Linked DNA regions of Anas platyrhynchos: region 2 is linked to region 1. A link is a contact called in public Hi-C data. All regions are on one chromosome and are shown on one strand. Each heading gives the region's core, a stretch centred on a gene start, on an enhancer-like site or on the middle of the called end of the contact. The rest is flanking DNA. Distances are from core to core; before and after follow the strand shown. Region 1 has its middle 24 kb from the start of TRNAR-CCG. Region 2 overlaps TBCD (tubulin folding cofactor D).

Region 1 (7,027 bases), core at 2,540-5,039:
GTGTACTCGGTGTGACCCGTCCCTCTCTTTAAGCTTCGTGGGTTGGTGAGGTTTCTTGGAAAACAAAGTTTGCACCGAGTTTGGCAGCTTTGGAAGGTTCACTTGGCTTTTACCCCGTGTTGTACTAATAGAAGTTGAAACAGGAGCAGCTACAGTTTCACTGTGGGCTGCAGCTTCAGAAGGGTTTTGAGGAGAGTTTTTTGCAACATCTGCACTAAACTTAAACCCTGTCTGAGTCCTCTCTTGGCATTACGTGGTGCCTGCGGAGTTCAGTGGCTTAGGCATGGGGTGCATCTTCCAGCAGGCTGAGTGAGGCAGGTGGGGAAATTGTTGTAGGTAGGAGAGCAGATAGGACTGGGAAGACCTGGGGTACATCAGCAAACCATGATGGGAGTCCAGACTTCATGACAGAATGACAAAAAACAAAACTAGTGATGGAAGTGGATGCATATTACTAAAAAGATAGCCTGGCAGAGAGAGTTTCGGCCCAAGAAAGTAAATCAGGTGGGTCTCTGATTGTTCAAGACGTGGATGAAATATAGGACAGGGACTTCACGTATGGGGGAGGCTGCTGGTCAGATCTGAGGGGTTTTGGTGGGACCAGCCATGCCAGGCCTGCTTCAAGTCAGACCTGTTTTCTTGTGGGTTCGTGGAGGTGCCAGAATTGCTCAAATTGAGTTAGCAGGAAATAGCGATTCTCTGAACAGCGGTTAAATGTTTGCTCAGCGTTAGATCTGATATCACCATCTCTTTGAAAGAGAATTTAATCATTTTATTATTTTTTTTCCTTGTGCTGGCAGTGGTAAAGCCCACTGGACCAATTTTTCTGTCTGCTCACAGGACCTTACTTGTAGATAGCAATAAAACTTGCATTCTGCTCATAGAGCCACACTTTTCACCCTTGTTAATATTAAAATAAATTTTCCTATGATAGAAGGGACTGAAGAGCTGTGTGAGAAGCCAACCTTGGACTGGAAGGACAGGAAGAAATGGTGCCACCCAGAAATTAAGTCTGACAACTTCGGTTGCAACTTTGGCCCCATTCAAATGAGTGGCAAAATTTGCATTGGCTGCAGCTGAGCTGAGATAAAACTTAATCTATCACAGATCATAACCCTTCGCTGCTTATATTGTGAGTAAGATGAATACAGGTTTCTAGGCTTCAGGCAAGTCTGATCATGGGTTGGTTCATAGTTGTCTTACTGAAGTCAATTGCAAAAGTCTTTCTGACTTCAGTGCGACCAGGTTTGAACCCCGAGGCAACCTTGGTTTTTTAGTCAGCCGAGATCAAGTGTTATATGAATTCAATACCTGATGAATCATCTCTTGGGATATAATTTTTCCCATTGCAGGGAAGGGGGTGTATTTGACAACCTGATATGATCCTTCCCTCTTTAACTGCTAAGAAAGTAATCCAACTCAATCTTCTGGCAGCATACATCTGAAAACTGCTGGAAACCGTCATGCTACGAACGTGGCAGTGTGCTGTAAAAATAGCTTTACGTTGAAATGCTATTTTATTACAGGAGTTGCTATAGTTTCTGGTTCTGGCAGAGCTTCCCTCCCAGTAAACCTTGGCTGCAAAGGGGGTGTTGCGAGTCAGCTGTTGTGATTCACATCAGGCTGAAACTTGGCACCGAGACATCCGTACGTTAAACTCATCCCCTTCAGGTCTTCTGAGCTTTCTCACAGCACGTGTGCATGGCTTGTGCAAAAGAGACAAGTCAGCCCAGGTGCCCTGAAAGGCTCCTTTTGGGGCTATGGGTGGCGGAGCCTTACTGCAAGGCAGAGCAGTCCTGGAGCAGCCAAGGGCAGGAACGAGTCTGTGCAGGGGCAGCCGTGTGAGCTGGAATACCAGCACGAAGGTCAGCTGCCTCATTACCTTCCCCCTCTGTTCTGTGTATTATATTTCACTCTTTCTGAGGTGACAAGGTAGAAAATGAGAAAACCCATATGTGTTCCTGCATCTGTGCATCTCTGCACGCCTTCCATCTGTCCCAAGCAGACAGACATGGAAGTGCAGGGAAAAGGGGAGAGCAAGGGGTGCCTTCACCAGGCAGGTCTCTGCTCGGGTTGTGCAGGGCATGGCAGCATGTGCAGCATTAGCAAAGAAGGGGGATGGCAGAGAAATTCCCCCCTGCCACCCCAGCATCATCAGGGAGAAGCTGAGCACGAAGCATGTTCCTATCTTCTGCCCCATGTGAGCGGTGCTGAGCACCAGTGCTGGCCTCCCTGCGGAAGGCAGATGGCCTCCTGGGGCCCGTTGTGGAGGCCAAGGTGTGGACAAGGTGGCCAAATCTTTCATTTCCTGAAAATGGTTTGCAGTCATTTTTTTGTTAGCAAGAAGCAAGTAGGTTTTTCTTCCAGATAGCATGAAGCCATTGTTGGAAATATCCTACCTGGAGCTCAGCGCATGCTGTAAAGGTGAAGCTGTGTCACTGCACGTCATCAGGCGAACCAAAGCCTGGAAGTGGAAGTGTTTTTTGGGGTCACCTTATGCTGTTAGCACAGCCAGGCTTGTCTCTGTACCAAGAACCTGGGCCTGCATGGCCGTGGGGAACTGCTGCTGGTGGCAGAGGGGACTGGGCAGCATCGCTGCATCCACACACAGCTCCTGGGAATCCTGGCTTACAGGGGCTCCGATGTGACCTGCCAAGTCAATGCTGCAGAGGGAAGGGGCAGTAAGCTCCCTAAAATAAATCTTTGTCCCCCCTGGGGTCTCTGGTCCTGCATTGCCTTGCTGCTCAGGCACATGGGGACAGCAGTGAGAGATTTCCCTGCCACTTCCCATGCCCCTCCAAAACACCTTTCCAAGCCATGCTAGCAGGTGGTAGAGAAAGCTTCAAATGCCAAACTCAGCTTTTCTTCTGCCCTGGCCCTCTGCTATCAGCTACCTCCTGCCTGTGGGCTCTTTGGGGCCCACGGCTAGTGCTGTGGGGCTGGTGCACCAGCCCCTTCTCCTGCTCGGCCATTTGGGCACTGGAGGAGGGATGTGGCCAGTTCTCCCCATGATGCTGTAGGTGCAGCTGTGCAGACCCAGCAGGGCCAGCAAAGCCTCTCCTAATTACCCAAACCCAAACTCAGCTGTGGCCAAGGACTCAGGACCAGGCCCTGCCACGAGGGCGATGCCGCAGGTACTGATCATGGACGATGGCCCTGCTGCAGGCAGGTTTCTGCTTGAAGCTCATGCAAGGGCTGGGTACCTTTTCTTCCTCCGTTCTCTTTTTTCTTGACTTCTTGCTGGGACAAATGTGCTCCTGTTGTTTCGGAGCCAGCTGTGCTTTATGCAAACCAGATGCCCGTGACTGAGGGCTGTCAGGTGCCGCTGCCACTGCTTGCTTGTGCCACGGCCACGCGGTGCTGAGGGGTGGCCTTGGGGAGGCTGAGCCTCTGCTCCCATCCACTGTTCCTCCCAGGGCAGTGCCAGTCGAGGCACCCGAGGCCCCATGGGACCCATTTTCCTTCAGCATCCCCCAAGACTCCCCTATTTGGGACACATCCGAGCCTGATGCAGCTGTGCAGCTGCTGCAGGGGGGAGGATGCTTCCATAAAATAGGAGCATGAGGAGCAGTCAGCGGGAGAGACGGGAGGTGGCGTGCCGAGATCACAGCCTCCCAGGTGTTCCTGCAGAGCCCCAGGCAGCGGGAGGATGAGATGCTTTTCTCTCCTTCCTAGGCCAGGGCTTGCTTATGAAAACTGAACAACGCGCCCTGGTCCTCACCACCAGTGCCGTTCCTTGTGGGTTTCTGTATGCTGTGGTTGCATTTTGAGGACATCTGGATTCAATAACCCTGCTGATACAGCCCATAAAATTAGAAACCGAACACTGCAGAAGGCAGAGGTCAGCGAGTGATTCATCCCCATATAATGCGCTGGGGCCGGGGCGCTCCATGACTTGGGATGGGGCTTGGTGGGTTCCTGGGGGTGCAGTGGGGCAGCCCCCTGCCCACGGCCAGGACAGGAGGTGGGAAAGCAGGGGGAGGCAGCTGTCTCCTCCGGCACTGCCCTGACCTTGGGGGGGAGTCAGGGCCCAGCCGGGTCTGCTTGCGCTCCTGGCACCTCCAAGCATCCCTGTGGCTCGCGGGGGAAGCGTTGTCCATCCCAGCATCATCGGGACTTGGGAAAATTGGGCTTGTTTCCTCTCCACAAACTTCTTGTGTAACTACAGGCAGATGCTTGCCTTCCTTCTGGCCTCCTTCCATGGCCACGGATGCAGTACTCCAGCCCACCAAAAGCCCCGATTTGGGTGGAGAAGCCTCCACATGTGCCCTGGCTTGGGCAGCAAGGCCGAGCTGAAGCCCTTCAGCTGCTGCTCTTCCCTGCACTGCCCTCCAAGCACCCGTGTGCCCGTGCCACCATCCCTGCTGGCAACAGGGCACAGGAGGAGGTGGCTGCGGTGTCCCATTGCTCCTGACTGCTGTCCCATCTGGCCAAGGTCCCAGATGGAGCCGGGTCCTACACTGCCAGCTGGCACCAGCACTGCCTGTCACAGGGGTACCATCACCCTGTCCTGCCCTGGTGGCCCCGTGTCACTGCTGTCCTGAGCCTGGATGGGGGAGGTGACAAATCTCATCTCCTCCTTGTGATGCCCCATTGCTCCTCTCTCCCCCGTGAGTGAGTGGAGCCGATGCTTTGTTCAGCCACGTGCCAGCAGGGCTGGGGCCCAAAGGGCTGGGGCTGGGCTGGCGGCCACCTGCAGGCTCAGAGCTCATGGCCTCATGATTAAGAGCCTCACCCTGCCTCATTGAGACAGGGAAGGAAAGAGGAGAGGAGGGAGTGGGAAAGAGTGGAGACCAGAGCTTGGATTGAGGCTGGGCTGCTCTAAAAGCAACTTTTGGGAAGCCCAGACAGCCTCATCCCTGCAAGCACCAGACGTGGGTGCAGGCATGCTCCTCGCCTCGCGTCTGCTGCCTGAGCTCTGAGCAGCGCTGGTACCTGCTGGCTGTGTGTGCTCTCGGCAGCCAAGAGAGTGAGAAACACATATTTGCAGGGTGACAGCATGCAGCCCGCTGTCTCCGGAGTACAAAGGCAATCACCAGAGAGATGAAGGATTGTTTTCATCATCCTAAGTGCGGGCACTGACTCACACAGAGGCGCTGGGTGATGGGGGAGGGATTTCAAAGTCAGGAGGAGAGCCAGAGGTCCTGCCTTACCTGCAGGGCTGCAAAGAGTTTCAGGCTGTGTTTGCTGGAGTGAGATGTCCCTTGGGATGTTGGCTGGAAGCTGGATGTGACTTGGCTCTTCTGGGCAATGCAAGACAGGACGGGAGGTGCTGAGAGGGGGTCTGGTGCTAGGGCTGGTGGCAATGGGACAAGGGCAGCAGCAATACCCCAGCTGCCACCACCCCTTTGTAGCAAGGTGCAGAGAGCATTTAATTCTGGAGGGAGCGGCAGCCCATACCTCCTGCCAGGGTCAGCTTCACACTGGGGATGTGCATGGGTCAGACTGGGGAAAAGCACTGGTTGAACTGGGGAGCTGGACTAGGGCTCGGTCCTGCTGCCAGGGTTGCCGCAGAGCTCTGCAGCACTGGTGTTTGATGCTGGTTGGGAAGAAGAGGAGAGGTTCAAGCCGCCCCCCTGCAGGACCCCAGTCTAGATGAGGTTTTAATGTAAATGTCAGTTTTGGTCTTAATGGTCCTTCCAACTTCGCTCACCCTGTTTGACCTCTTGAATGCATTATGAGCCCACTGGTTCTGCTGGCATGAAATCACTTTTTCCTACTGCCCTGTAGCCAAGACGATAATCTCTGGAGCCACTTCCTGGGTAATTTTTGGGGTGGATATTATTTGTGGTTTCCCTTGTGCTCGCACAAGTATTTATATATGCGCTCGCACGAAGCAGCTCTGAGCATCCTTCCCTTCCAAGCCCTGACGTCCCTGAGATTTCCCTCCCCAGCTCTTCCTCCTGGGTGAAGCTGTTAATCTCCCAGCCGGCGTCGTGCTCCTTCAAACCCCCCCTGCCAAATCCCTCGCCGTGCTGGCAGGAGCTCGCTGACAGCTCGCGGTGTGTGCAGCCACCCAGGTGCTCTGGCACAGTGGGGCTTGGTGGTTCCTGCTGCTCCCTGGGGGACACAGACACTGTGGTCCCTGGGGGCTGTGGTCCCGAGCCGTATCCATGCAGAGTTTTTTTAGGAAGCCAAGCACAGTGCTATTGTGCAAGTGTGATTTTAGTGGTAGCAGGGATTAATCTGAGCCGGGAGGATGCTGCTTCATCCTGTGGCATTGATCCCAGTGCAAAATCCCAGAGATGCTCCTCATCCTCTCTGCCCCATGGCTGGTGAGTGCAGGAGTCCCTTAAACAAAGGGGGGACATAGGATTTTTGCAGAAAGCTCGATATCCAGTGCTGGACCAACAAGTTGCCAAGAGGAGGTCTCGTGTTTTGCCACCAGGCTCCAGGGTGGACTTGTGCAGACCTGGCTGGCCTCTGGGCTCTGTCCCCAGAGTCCCTGAGCTTCTAAGGTGTGACTGGGGACTCAAGCACGGGGCAAATGCTGCAATGCCCAGAGCTCCGTGAGCACGTGGGCTGGCTCCCCTCCCAGTGCTGCCCTGAACGTGCCCACAGACCTTCCCACTGTGCTTCGCAGGGGCGGCTCTCGGCCCCTTTCCCCTGTAGATCTCGCCCCTTTTAAGGTGAATTTTCATCCCATCTGACTTGGCTGGAGGCAAACTGATATTCCCTGAGGAATCACAGGCAGGATGAAAGGCCAGCGAGACCTTTTTTTTTTTTTTTTTTTTTTTCTGGAAGCTTTAGCTGGATTATGCTGGGCTTTTATAAATATGCAGATCAAGTACATGATCTGTGTTTCATTTCAAGGATATTTTATTAACTTTATTTTTTCCGACTAGTCGTAGCTTGAGTGTGGCTTGGCTGAGCAGCTTCAGACTTTTAATAGCTTTGGCCTCGGTGCGAGCTTGTACTGTTAACTAATTTGCAACGGGTTTCTTTAATTACGAATGGTCTTGCTTCTTCTCATTGCCGCAGCCTGCGCAGCAGATCCACCTCAGAGACCACGTGCCTCGGCCACGAG
Region 2 (7,027 bases), core at 2,521-5,020, 250 kb before region 1:
TGTTTTCAGGACCCTGCAAGTTTAAACCAAGCATGTTGTTAATTATTTTTTTTTTGTTTTTTTTTTTTTTGTTTTTTTTTTTTTTCCTTTTGGCTGCAACAGAACGGCCCCTTCTCAGCCAAGGAGGATGATTTAGCCAACATACAGAAGTTACTGAGCAACCCTCTTCTGTGTAAATTAGAGTTCTAATTTAAACGTATGTAGGTAGATAGGAAGTTTCTTTCTTTGCTTCTAATTAAAAGTAGTGTATATGTGTATGCCAAGAAGTTTATTTACATTGTTAAATTGTTTTTCTTTCATCAGGGTGTCTGTACCTCTCCTGACAATGCTGGACCAAATGCTGGCAAACGGCTGTTTCGATATATTTACCATGCAAGGGAAGTAAGTTGCTGAAAGTCTTTTTTGTTTATTTTTCACTGTGCAACAGGCCTCTTAAATCTTACGCTGACTGCTGCTGAATGCTGTTTGTAGATGTGAGTGCATGGAGGTCTAAGTGTTTGTGTATATGGATAAAAAACTTATATTTTCCTGAAGTATGACAGTTGTGATAAATTTTGGACCAGATAGCCTTGAAAAGGTCTTGATAAAATCTGTGACTTTCAAATCAGTGTAGAAGTTAGTTACTGGTTCACTGTTTAATGACCAGTAAATTAATCAAATTCAATTTGTCTGTTTTACCTGGCAGACTTGGGCCAGTATCAGATCCATTTAGCTTCTTTCCTTTACCAGCTTCCTAAATATGTGCTTGTTGGAGTATATTCTTCATTGTACTGTGAGCCTTTAGCAATGGCAATATCATGTTATGGTGCTGCAAAATAACATGCCTACAAGCTATTGCTTCCAAAATCTTACTGCTTTTGTTAATGTGAATATCTCCAAAGAAGTTAATTAAGATTCTCGTAAGAATAATAAAAAAGGCATGTCCCAGCTTTTCCACACCAAGTTCTGTCTCCTGGAAATTATTTAGATTAGGAATGGATAAATATGAATAAGGTACTCCAGTGTGAAATCATGTTTTTTTGCAGATGTTTCAGAAGAGAATGATTTTAATTTCAGTAATATTAAAATCTATTCTACAGGCTCTCATAAGCATCTTGGCACAGCTACAGATATTTGCAGTACTATACAAAATGTATCCTACCAGCATGTATACTGGATTTGGAATCTGTTGATTCAAGAATTACTCACAACAGATACATTTGAAAAGATTTTCTCGTTCCAGAAGTTTTAGTTGAATCTACTTTTGTTTTCAAGTGTGTATTTAGATAATTAATCCCCTTTTTAATAAAGCAGTCCATTTTTCAATAACAATTTAAAATTCATCAAAAAGAGAACAAGCATTTCTTTTTGGTTTGGTAATCATGGCAGTGATCTGGAACACGTCAACTCCAGTCTTCCCCACTGAGGAAGTTGATAGGTTATGGGTGTAAATCGCAGGTAATGTCTGTCCCCCACATGGGTCACTAAACAGAAAGCGTGTGGTAGGATTATTGCATAGCCATTTGCTGTGTAAGCGAGACTCAAATTCAGTCCTGTGGTGCCATTGTAATGCTTTATTAAAAAGGTCTGAAATAAAATCCAGGGGGATTATGGGGAGCAGGGGGTGGTTTTGAAGTTGATCCAAATGAATTTGATTCCAGTTTAATGATGAAACCAACAAAAAAAAAAAGTAAAAAATTATTTGTTACAGCCCAGTGGATCATTCTAATGGAAAGGGAATGAAATACTGTAATGAAGGGTAGGAAGTGGAGGAACTAATTATCATACTGAAGCTCTGGAAGGCCGACTCTAGAAAATTTGGAGACAGTAAGACAGTAAGAAAGAGAATTTAGTTCTTGCATCTGGCAGTTTTTGCTAATATCTAGGTTACCTTGTGGTTGAGAGGGTGTAATCGTGCTCTGTGTGTGCTCTGCTGAGAGCCAAGCGTGCCTGGGTTTTGCTGTGCTCTAAGAGCCTGCATGCAGATCAGCTCTGTGGTACGTTATTTAGCTGGGTGAGCCCAAAATTGTCTTCAGTGCAACGTCTGCATTTTCTTACTTAGGCATATGGCGTTTGGCTATGGTTAAGGGATGGATCCTGGCTCTGAGGCCTGCCTGAACTGTTGGCTGACACCTAATTCTCTTTGCATAGAAGAATATGGAAAAGCGTTGACTCTTGGGTCTGGTTTCTTGAGTGGGACTGGTTACCCCCTTTTCCTAAGAACCACGTCATAAAAATGTAGAAATACAATGCAAAATGAGACTGAAACTGTTGTGTGGCATGAAAGGACATGTGTACATGCCGTTTCAAATACTTTCATATGAAGTGTGCCTATAGGAAGAGGGATTGAGTGCGTGGTTGTTTCTCGGAGTCTGACTTCTGGTGAGCAAATTTCACCCTGCTTCAGTTCTGCAGTACACTTCTTGCCTGTCATGCAGCAAATGAAAAACTTCTCTGAGAAGCTGGGAATGAAACATTAGCAGTCCTTGGGGTGTTTGGCTCCCATTTTTTTCCTCCCCCTCATGTTTTCCCACACTACACTGAGTCTAGGTTTAGCAAGAGAACTTAGGTTGTAGGATGTCCGGCACCAGCACTATGCCTGTACCCAGCTGCTTCATAGTTAGCTGTCACTTCATAAAAAGAAGTATTTGCAAATGCATTTTGAGGTTAAAAATAGATACTGTGCAGTATACTGGGACTTTTTTTTTTAATATAATAAAACATTAGCAATCCAGAACAAGTAATACCCTACATGGCTTAATTGCAACAGGATTAATGGCTGTTGGCTGAATTAGTTTGACGTTAATTAGGAGCTCAGTGCTCCTGTTAGAGCAAAGGGCCACATGGTGTCACTCCTGTCTCACAGAGGTGCAACTTGCAGTCTAGTTTCCTGCCCCTTCAAGCTGTAGCTGATGCACATCGTTAGGATCGTTTCGATGCACAGCGTTACGTTTCTGACATAGTTCTGTAGGTGAATATTGGTGTTTGTGAAGCTCGCAGTGTTGCTGTTCTCTCAGCAGTCTGTGTACAGCGGCGGAGTGCGTGGTGTTGCTCCTCTGTTTGAAGTCCTTGTGTTTAAGGCAATCTGCAGTTGTCATGCTGGGCTCATTGCTCTGTCAGGGCCCTGCTGAACCTGCCAGCAGGTTCATTTATTGGAGTAAATACCTAGCACCCAGGTAATCAAAAGGCTTTCAGAAGCAGCCTTTGTTGTGTTTGGCTTAGTTTGAGGCTGTACTAGGAAAAGTTCTGTCTGCCATTTTTCAGGCTGTTACTTCCCACTCATCCTTACCTGGCATAAACCTGCCCATCGAGCCTTGGAGTTTTCCTCTCCCTGGAACTAGCAGCAGTGTTTTGTGTTGCTGCATCATGAATGGCATTAGGGAGCTGCTCCAGGTTAAAAATGCCCTTCCTCCAGTAAATTTCAGCTTGCAGTAGTTCCTCGATCTGTTCTGCTGCATGCTTACGAATTGTGCCAAAATTAGGAAAGTGGTGAGGGGGAGGGAAACCATTTCTTTTGGCAGCAGTGCAAGTGTATATAGCCCTACTGTGTGTGTGAAACTGCAGGCATTCACCTGCTACTCCTCCTTGCGCAGTGTGCCCTCCCTGCCCAGACAGAGCAGTGGTTTTCAGTTGAAAAGCAGTTTCTTCTGTAACTATGTTTCAGCTGAAATAATATTTTCTTGTGATACTACATTTCAACATTCCCAGACTTTTTCTCTGTGATTGCACAACCTGAAAACTCATAATTTCATCTCAGTGTGCACTGCAAATTTGGGAATCCGTGCTCATAGTAGTGTGAGCAGCATTAGCTGCTTGCAGTGACCACTGCAGGCACAGGGCAGCATACGTGAACCACAGCTGTCATCAACATCACCAATCAGCAACATCAATCATCAACTCACCAGTGGCCACTCTGAAAACACAGTGGTAACTGTCAGCTCCCTGCTGGTAGTAGGACAAGGGGCAGGGAGAGTAAATGGGGGCGAACTAAAGCCACTGGCAGAACTGGCACTGAAGCATTATTTTCTGGTTATGGCTCCGGTAGCTGCAGGAGACGTTCTGCTGGCCTCAGCAGTGAATGATCATGACAGAAGTTCAGTCTGCCAAGAGCCTGGGTATATTGCTGGTTCCTTGGAAAGTACTGTAAGATCAGTGTCATAGTACTCATTGCCCTGTAAATGTGAACGGAATAGCCTTTGAATGATAATTCAGGACCTGATGCTCTCCGGAACAAATACAAGTGACGTTTCTTACCTGTCCATAATCTGTGCATTCCGCAGCAGAGGTCATGCACTGTGGATGCAGTGTCTTGCTGGTGGTCTTACAAAGCACTGTAAGATGGTATGTCCCTGCTGATCTCAGATGAATGATATGTTATATGCTTCTGTGGATTTTTTTTTTAAAGTAGTTACGCTATTACTGCCTAATAAACTGTAGCATGAAAGAGCATGGCAGTGGCTGTCCTCTGGTTTTATGGCCACCCAGGTGATGTCAGCTGAACTGTTCAAACTGAGTTCACCTCAAGGAGGAAAAAAAAACCGTACGTTTTTGCAGTACCACGTGTGCCCAATTTACATAATGTAAAGACTTTAGACTGATCCCTTTTCCCCAGATGCTGACTCTGTTTCTGCTGGCACTGTGCCCACACAGGAGAAGGAATTTTCTCAATTTCCTTTAAAGAGGCCAAGCTATTTGAGTCATTTGAGATCACACGTAGGTTAGGTTTAGTTATTACAAATGTGAAATTGGCAAATGACAGAAAGGAAAGTGCATCTGTTTTAAACACAAAATGCTGCACTTAAGGTTATGTGTACCAAATTTATTCCAGATGCTCTTGTTCCAATTGGTCTCTTTGTTGCTATTCTCCTCAGTGATGTCTGTGTTGTTGAACCAATTTAAAATCTCACCTAATTCACTGTGTCGCTGTTGTCCTGTGCTGAAAGGCAGGCATGTATTACAGGTATTGTAATTAGTTGTCTACAAAATGTCTTTGTGTAATCATGGGGGAGTGGAAGGAAGGGAAATGTCACCAAGGTAAGAAAAAAATAGACCTTCCCTTCAGAAAGGGGACACTCTCGCCATCATCCACCTGGGCAAACCACGTCCTCAGACACATGCAGTCTCATTCGTGTATATGTCTTTCTCATGTGCACGTGAGAATATGCATATGTGTCTCATATGCACGTGCTTTCTGCACTTCTCATACTCTAAAATCTGGAAACAGTGCTGACATGGCTGCAGGCAGTGGATGGCGAGGAATTTGCTCTTTCAGCATCTGATGGGAATATTTTAAATCAGCCCTCCTGAGACTCTGCTTCTGGAAGCCATGATCAGCTCTGAAAATCTCTTATGATACCTCATCATCAACTTTGAAAGTGTGGCAACTTTACTTGTTTAGTGTGTTTTGTTTTGTTGTGTTTTTTTTTCAGTGATACTGAGACAGCAGTAGAGACAGCATTCTTTAGACTAATAGATTAACGACTTGGTTAAAAAATGGAACAACAAACCAGCATTTGCCAGGATATGCCTTTTTTTTTTAGTCTAGTAAAAACAAAACAAAAACTCTCTTGTCTGGAAAACTACGTATAATAAGGTGCATTAACTTGACAAAACATTTTGTCCTGTAACCATCTTAATTCATTTTAAATGTTGTATTTTTCAACAGATTACGTGACAGTTTTTTTCCAATAATTTATATCCACAGTTTTGAATCACAGTAGCAGAAAATAAATGTTAGGATTTCTGCTTTCTGTTTTTCATACACAATACAGTGAAATTTCCAAAATACGCATTCTAGAAGTAATTGTGTGCACTAGACAGATATAAAATAGTTTCTTCTGCATCTATGGCACTTCAGCTTTGAGTGTAATGAGTAAAAGATTAAATAATTTGTTCTGAAATAAAAGTAACATTCCCTCTTTACTAGATCCTTGAAATATCATAACAATACTTGTGTTTGTATGAGTATCTGGGAAAGCTGTAAGAATGGTATTTCCCAGACTGTAGAAAAAGAAGAATTTGCTCAATATATTTAAAGATGGCTTCATGACTTGTACACTTAACAGAACTGTAAGCGCTGGGTTTAATTATGTTGTCTGGCATCACTAAGGAATCCAGGCTGTGAGATGGTAGAGTATGTAAGAACAGTGTCTATCCCCTTTTGTGCCAAGTTTGATTGAAGGCCTTATGGAACTACCAAGGCACTACAATGTTCCGTAAACTGAATAATTTTTATTTGGTTATAGAATGTTGTAATTCCTGGCATAGTATTTCGGATTGTACCATACTTTGCTGTAAATGCAAGCTGTGGCTAGCTGATTACCATGCAGATACTGACTCACTTTGGATAAAGGTAGTTCACTCCTCAGCACACAGGTAGTAGGAATACCAACAATTAATACTAATTTCTTCCCTTCCATAAAAAATTAAAATAATGTTCACAAGTGGTAGCCAAAGTAGCCCGTGTCTTTACCAAAAGTCCACCTAAAGCAGGGTGTGCTGCTCTGGAAAAAGTATTCACAAACAGTTCTGGGTAGTATCTTTCCTCTCTTTTGAATGTTAATTTGGCATCTTTACAATCATCAAATGTGTTTAAAATTCTGCTTAAATCTATTTCATATCCTTTTTTTTCCTTCCCATTTCCAGCCATCCATTTCCAGTGAAGCTATTTAACCTTTGTAAAGAAGAGATCAAAAGATCCAAAGACATCCGGAAACTTCGCTCTAGCATAGGAGTGTGAGTTGATGAAATAAACAAAGAAAGTAATCTTTTGTCTGTTTGTAAGGAGTGAAGAAAATTTAACTACAGAACATACTAAGTCTATTTGATGTGAAACATAAATGAAAAATGCACGCAGATACATGTAACATAAGGTTGTGTGAGTTTTATGTGTATCTTCTGTGTGGTTGAGGTGAAAACGTGAAAGATCTGAAAAAAAATTAATTTTGAACTGTTGTTGACAAATAACTAATTTTGAACTGTTACTGACATTCTTAAAGATGCATTCAGTCATTTGCTTTTTGCTTGCAGAGCTTGACTCACACATACA

Evidence for each region. Hi-C and Micro-C count contacts between places; a contact is called where the count stands out from the background.
Region 2: a contact with region 1 is called in a Hi-C map of subcutaneous adipose tissue, with 2.1 times the contacts expected there. The contact joins two enhancer-like sites. A contact is called at or near these places in 3 of 8 Hi-C or Micro-C datasets (F5 follicle, small yellow follicle and subcutaneous adipose tissue).

The regions. Positions count from the first base shown.
Region 1 is chr19:6,817,428-6,824,454 of IASCAAS_PekinDuck_T2T, reverse strand. No RefSeq gene overlaps it. Among named protein-coding and RNA genes, the nearest start is that of TRNAR-CCG, 24 kb to the right of the region's middle. Within about 2 kb of position 3,789, at least 5 of the 8 cell types and tissues checked have an H3K27ac peak or open chromatin away from gene starts, as enhancers often do. A contact at or near this core is called in subcutaneous adipose tissue, where this site is marked.
Region 2 is chr19:7,071,029-7,078,055 of IASCAAS_PekinDuck_T2T, reverse strand. It overlaps TBCD (tubulin folding cofactor D), which reads left to right. Exons shown (of 40, transcript XM_038165607.2): 35 at 304-381; 36 at 6,625-6,714. Among named protein-coding and RNA genes, the nearest start is that of ZNF750, 75 kb to the left of the region's middle. Within about 2 kb of position 3,770, at least 1 of the 8 cell types and tissues checked has an H3K27ac peak or open chromatin away from gene starts, as enhancers often do. A contact at or near this core is called in subcutaneous adipose tissue, where this site is marked.